Regions from separate parts of the Sus scrofa genome. Here region 1 is linked to region 2. The links are chromatin contacts, called in public HiChIP or PLAC-seq maps. All regions are on one chromosome and are shown on one strand. Each heading gives the region's core, a stretch centred on a gene start, on an enhancer-like site or on the middle of the called end of the contact. The rest is flanking DNA. Distances are from core to core; before and after follow the strand shown. Region 1 has its middle 5.5 kb from the start of AMHR2. Region 2 overlaps RARG (a long non-coding RNA gene).

Region 1 (3,032 bases), core at 246-2,745, 200 kb before region 2:
GAGCCATGACGGGAACTCCCAGACTCTTCTTAAAAGCCAAAGATTTTAGACAATGGTCAAATGGCAACGTGGAAGATGGATGACTGGGGCTCAGGGAGACTGGGAGATCAGTTATAAGACCTAAGCAGTAGCCAGGGTGAGTACCAGGACAGTGGAAACAAAAATAAAGGGGGGGAAAATTGAGATATACTGTATCAGGGTGAGTACCAGGATGGTGGAAATAAAAATAAAGGGGGGAGGGAATTGCGATATACTGTATCGGTAATAGTGACAGAATCGGTAATCAAATGAATGTTGGTAGATAAAGGGGAGAATTAAAAAGTGATTCTGGGTTTCACATGTAAGTGATCAAGGGGTAGTCATTACTGCTAAGTGAGGTAAGAAACACAAAGGATTATTTCCCTTTCTTACATGTTGAGTTTGAGTTATCTGTGGGACACCCAGATGAAAATGTCCACTCAGCAGGGTATCAGGTTGAAAAAAAAGTGAAGGGTTTTGATTTGGGAGTTACCATCATGTATGCAATAGCTAAAGAGTGGGTGCAACTTGTTTAGGGGTGAAAGGCAGAGTGAGGAAAAGACCCAGGATGGGGAATACCATTATTTCAGGAACAGAGGAGGAAGTGGCTACGGAGGAGAATGAAGCAAGTAGGCAGAAAGGTCGAAGGAGAACCACAAGTGTGAGTGCCTCAGTCTCACATTCCATGGAAGAAAGCACCAAGATGCACGTTGTGGCAGAGAGGTCTAATAAGCTAAGGACTGAAAAGAGCACTGGAGCAGGCAACCAGGGCACTGGTATTAAGAAAGAATTTAGGAATTCCTGTCATGGCGCAGTGGAAACGAATCTGACTAGTATCCATGAGGATGCGGGTTCGATCCCTGGCCTTGCTCAGTGGGTTAAGGATTCGGTGTCGCTGTGAGTGTGGTGTAGGTCGAAGACATGGCTCGAACCCCATGTTGTTGTGGCTATAGGCCAGCAGCTGTAGCTCAGATTTGATCCCTAGCCTGGGAACTTCCATATGCAGCAGGCGTATGCAGTGGGTGTGACCCTGAAACACAAGAAAAAAACAAAAAAAAACCAAAACCCAAACACTGGGTGCTGAACAAAGCGGCCTGAGGGGTGAGTACAGGAGAAAAGTTAAACATAAACTACTTTCACTAACTTTGGAAATGAAAGGGTTAGATCAGCAGCTTGAAGAGGAAGCAGGGGTTTTTCAAAATGGGGGAGGAGCAGCAGGGAGGCTGACCTCAAACACGCTCATAGGTCAACAAAAGGGAATCAAGGAGAGACTGGAGATAAAAGGAGAAAAAAAAAGCTATCGAAATAAAGAACAAAAAGGGGTTGCGGCTGGGCAGTAGCAAACCTGACTAGTATGCAAGAGAATGTGGTTCGATCCCTGGCCTCACTCAGTGCGTTAAAGATCTGGAGCTGCCAGGAGCTGTGGGGTAGGTTAGATGAGGCTCGGATACTGCGTTGCTGTGGTTGTGGTGCAAGCCGGCAGTTGCAACTCCCATTTGACCTCTAGCTGGGAACTTCCATACGCTGCACATTCAGCCCTAAAAAAAAGAAAAAGCAAGAACAAAAAGAAGTCAAAGGAAATAAGGTTGAGAGCACAAGTGGCAGGGTTGGCCTTGCAAAAGCAAAATATTTCTCTAAAAAGATAGAAGGGGTAAATTGGTATTGGTGAATAAATAGATCTTTGTTAGAAGAAAGTTTGAGGAAATTGATGCTTCCATTTTCTCTATGAAATTGGAAGAAAATCATCTGCTGAGAAATGGGGTCAGGATTGGGAAACCTGCAATTAATGGTATGTCTCACTTGCCAGACTCTGAACTACTTGATAGCAGGGCCTGTCTTGTTTTATTTTTTATTTATTTTTTTGTTTTTTTTTTGGGCTGTGCCAGCGGCATAAGGATATTCCCAGGCTAGGGGTCCAATCAGAGCTCTAGCTGCCAGCCTATGCCAGAGCCACAGCAACAGGGGATATCTGAGCTGTGTCTATGACCTACACCACAGCTCAGGGCAATGCCAGATCCCTAACCCACTGAGCAAGGCCAGGGATCAAACCCACAACCTCATGGTTCCTAGTCGGATTCGTTAACCACTGAGCCACGACGGGAACTCCTGCCTTGTTTTATTTTTTATCCACAACCTAGTACATAGTAAAGGCTTAATAAATGTTTATTGACTGAATAGTTGACACAACTTTTAAAGGCTCACTTAGGGCTGCCAAGCCAAAAAATAACCACCCCCCAAAAAACCCTAATAAAGTTAAATGTTAAAATGTAATATTGCTAATGGCTACATGAGGAAATCAAATGGCTGAGTGACTGTCAATGCTGACACAGGAAGTCAAATGTACAAAAATAATCAAGAATGTTTGTAGCTGTAGTATAAACAATCAACCAAGGACTCTTAGGTAGGAAGGGAAGTAAATCCATAGGTTGACAGGAAATTGGAAAGGCTGTCAGTAATTTCAGAAGGGGCCACAATCCAGATTCAATCATTCTAGACACAAGTTAATATTAACTGAATGTAAAATGTTGGAGCTAGGTCTTGGCTTTTAAGCATACTCTCCAATAAAATGAACAAAGCCTCCTTGGAGAAATGGCTGACCTCAAGCTGTGTTAGGCAAAATATAGATGGGCCTAAAGCAACTTGCGTATCAGAAAGTAAGAAAATGCTCAAAAAAGTAAAAGGATGTAGACATATCAAATGGACACAGAAGTCCACCTGATAGAGCTCCCAATGTCCAGAGCTGGAGTAAACAAAACAAAAAAAGTTGGGACAATTTGAGCAATAAAAATAATGTAGATTTGAATTATATCCCAACTATAAAATAAATACACGAGTACTTATTCAATAAGAATTTCCTCACAGAGGCTTAATTTCTACCAACCCCATTAAGGATGGGCTAGACTTTACTGACTTGCTTTCAAATAGGGAAAGAGAAAACAGTGAAGAAACCTGGCAAATACTACCTTAACCAGTGATGAAAGTTTTATCAGCAATATCATATGGCTATCACATAC
Region 2 (2,956 bases), core at 404-2,903:
CCAAGGCTATAAGTGGATATCCTGCTGCCTGCATATCCTGCCCCCCCCCCTCCCCAGCTCCTGCAGGGTGACAGGAAGGGCAGGATGGAGCCGAATGGCCTGGGGAGGGAGCAGGGGCTGCAGGCCCTGGGTGGGGCTGGGGAGAGCCAGCTGGGGAATGGGAGCTAGGTTGGGAGACAGTGTAACGGAGGCCCTGCCTAGGGTCCCAGGGGCGGAACCTTCCTGAGAAGGACTGAGCACATTCGATCAGGGTGAGAGGGGATATCTGGAGGGAGGTTCTTAGGGTCCTGACCCTCTCCTGGCGCCTCTGCCTCCAAGCTGTGCGGAATGATCGGAACAAGAAGAAGAAAGAGGTGAAGGAAGAAGGGTCGCTTGACAGCTATGAACTGAGCCCCCAGTTAGAAGAGCTCATCACCAAGGTCAGCAAAGCCCATCAAGAGACGTTCCCCTCGCTCTGCCAGCTGGGCAAATACACCACGGTGAGGAGTGGGCAGGGCCCCCCTGCGGGAAGGGGACCGTTGACTTCAGAGAATAGGTGGGGGGGGATTGGTGTTGGAGCCACGGTCTGGTGCTGATGACAAGGAGGGCATCCGAATGCAGGAGGGAGAGCCTGGGCTATTGGCAGGAAGAGAGCCCCCCAGGGTGGGCCTTAGCTCATGTTCTAATGTCCTTCCTGCAGAACTCCAGTGCAGACCACCGCGTGCAGCTGGATCTGGGGCTGTGGGACAAGTTCAGTGAGCTGGCCACCAAGTGCATCATTAAGATCGTGGAGTTTGCCAAGCGGCTGCCCGGCTTTACAGGGCTCAGCATTGCTGACCAGATCACTCTGCTCAAGGCTGCCTGCCTGGACATCCTGGTAAGTTAAACCCTGTGGCCCGTCTTCTGCCACAGCCTGACCCTCATGTAAGACCAAGGAGTTGATCCACACAAAGATTTCATTACCTCGCATTCCGCCTGCAGTCTGGGACTCCCCAGATTTCCTCAAACTCCCAAACTGAAGCTCTCTCTCTTTTTTCTTTTTTGGCCACCCCGCGGCATATGAAGTTCCTTGGCCAGGGATCAGATTGGAGCCGCAGTTGTGACCTACCCCGCAGCTGCAGCAATGCCGGATCCCTGACTCACTATCCCAGGCTGGGGATTGAACCTGCATCCTGGTGCTGCTGCATCCTGGCACTGCAGAGCACTGCTGATTACGTTATGCCACAGTGGGAACTCCACGGCCCTTAAAAGCTGATCTTAAGACTCCTGGAAGCCCTGCCTCCTTCTGACTTCTCTTTCCTCTCCCAGCTTCAGAACCTCCACCTCGCTGCCTCCCTCCTCCTCCCTGCTCAGGCAGCCCTTCTTGGGACCTAACCTCCTCACCTTGCGCCTGTACCTCATTCCCTCTTTTCCTCACCCCCATAAGCACGCCTCCCCAGAGAGAGCACTAAGCCTCCACCCCCCACCCACCTCCAGATGCTGCGGATCTGCACAAGGTACACCCCGGAGCAGGACACCATGACCTTCTCTGATGGGCTGACCCTGAACCGGACCCAGATGCACAATGCTGGCTTCGGGCCCCTCACAGACCTCGTCTTTGCCTTTGCTGGGCAGCTCCTGCCACTGGAGATGGATGACACAGAGACAGGGCTGCTCAGCGCCATCTGCCTCATCTGCGGAGGTGCGCGGGCGCCCCCTGGCGTTTACTTGGGCTCCTTTCCTATCATACCCCACACCTTAGCTCCCACCAGGCGGGAGACCTTGGTCCCATCCACAGACTTCTCAGCTCCTGTACAGACTCCCTGGTGGCTTGGAACAAAGAACAAAAAGAAGGGTAGAGCCAGGGGAAGCTGAGGAGACCCCAGATACTAGTGCTGACATAGAGGTCCGGGCAGGAGTGATTTACCAGAGAAAACCTCCTGCCGAAGAGGGGGCGGGACAGGGCTTGGAGCAGTGGAAATGGCCTGGGTTAAAGTTTGGGCCCTGAAAGCTCCCGCTGGTACAAGATGGTCAGTGGTGTCTTGGGAGCGCTGGGACGCAGGTTCGATCCCCGGCCTGGCACAGTGGGTTAAGTAAGGATCTGGCATTGCCCTATCTTTGGCTTAGGTCGCAACTGCAGCTCAGATCTGATCCCTGGCCTGGAAACTCTCTATGTCACGGGGCGGCCAAAAGTGGAACGTAAACAAACAAACAAGCAAACAAACAAAAACCCCAAAAGTTTGGGGCCCAGAGGGCCATAGGGCAGGGCCTCTTGGGATCAGCCATTTGTCACTGTCTTCCCCATCTCTTCCCCGCTCTCTCCCCTGTGCTCATCCCCACAGACCGCATGGACCTGGAGGAACCCGAGAAAGTGGACAAGCTGCAGGAGCCATTGCTGGAAGCCCTGAGGCTCTATGCCCGGCGGCGGCGGCCCAGCCAGCCCTACATGTTCCCGAGGATGCTCATGAAGATTACCGACCTCCGGGGCATCAGCACCAAGGGTTAGTTGGGAGCGAGCCTCCCCTCTCTCTTCCCAGAGCTGCCGGTCTCCCAGTTCAGACAGAGACGAGTACAGAGGAGCTGAGACCCAGGCCGCCTACGCAGGCCTCCCAGCTCTGCCACACGCTAGTGGGGATGCTTTGGGCAAACGCCTTTCCTTTTTTTCCTTATTTTCCTGTTTGTAAACTGAGCTAGACTGAAATCTACCTTCTAAGTGTTGTGAAGGAAAAGTGAGTCAACCTCCAATGGACTTAGAACTGCACTGAATTACAAATTCAGTTCCTCCGTTGCGGTAGCCACGCTGCCAGTGCTCAGCAGCCACATGCGCGGCCAGTGCCTACTGCACAGGATGGAAGAGATATTTCCATCATCCCAGAAAGTTCTATTGGACTGTGCTGGGTTTTTTTTTGTTATTGTTGTTGTTGTTGTCTTTTTTTTTGCTATTTCTTGGGCTGCTCCCGAGACATATGGAGGTTCCCAGGCTAGGGGTCGAATAGGA

What was found. HiChIP or PLAC-seq counts read pairs in DNA pulled down with a chosen protein or histone mark.
Region 1: an H3K27ac HiChIP or PLAC-seq map of alveolar macrophages shows a contact between it and region 2. The contact joins two enhancer-like sites. A contact is called at or near these places in 3 of 47 Hi-C or Micro-C datasets (alveolar macrophages, embryonic fibroblasts and subcutaneous adipose tissue) and 1 of 2 datasets of contacts at active chromatin or transcription factors (alveolar macrophages).

What each region holds. Positions count from the first base shown.
Region 1 is chr5:18,635,759-18,638,790 of Sscrofa11.1, reverse strand. No RefSeq gene overlaps it. Among named protein-coding and RNA genes, the nearest start is that of AMHR2, 5.5 kb to the left of the region's middle. Within about 2 kb of position 1,495, at least 13 of the 83 cell types and tissues checked have an H3K27ac peak or open chromatin away from gene starts, as enhancers often do. A contact at or near this core is called in alveolar macrophages, where this site is marked.
Region 2 is chr5:18,438,423-18,441,378 of Sscrofa11.1, reverse strand. It overlaps RARG (a long non-coding RNA gene), which reads left to right. Exons shown (of 9, transcript XR_002343956.1): 5 at 319-479; 6 at 680-856; 7 at 1,456-1,660; 8 at 2,301-2,459. Among named protein-coding and RNA genes, the nearest start is that of ITGB7, 5.5 kb to the right of the region's middle. Within about 2 kb of position 1,653, at least 5 of the 83 cell types and tissues checked have an H3K27ac peak or open chromatin away from gene starts, as enhancers often do. A contact at or near this core is called in alveolar macrophages, where this site is marked.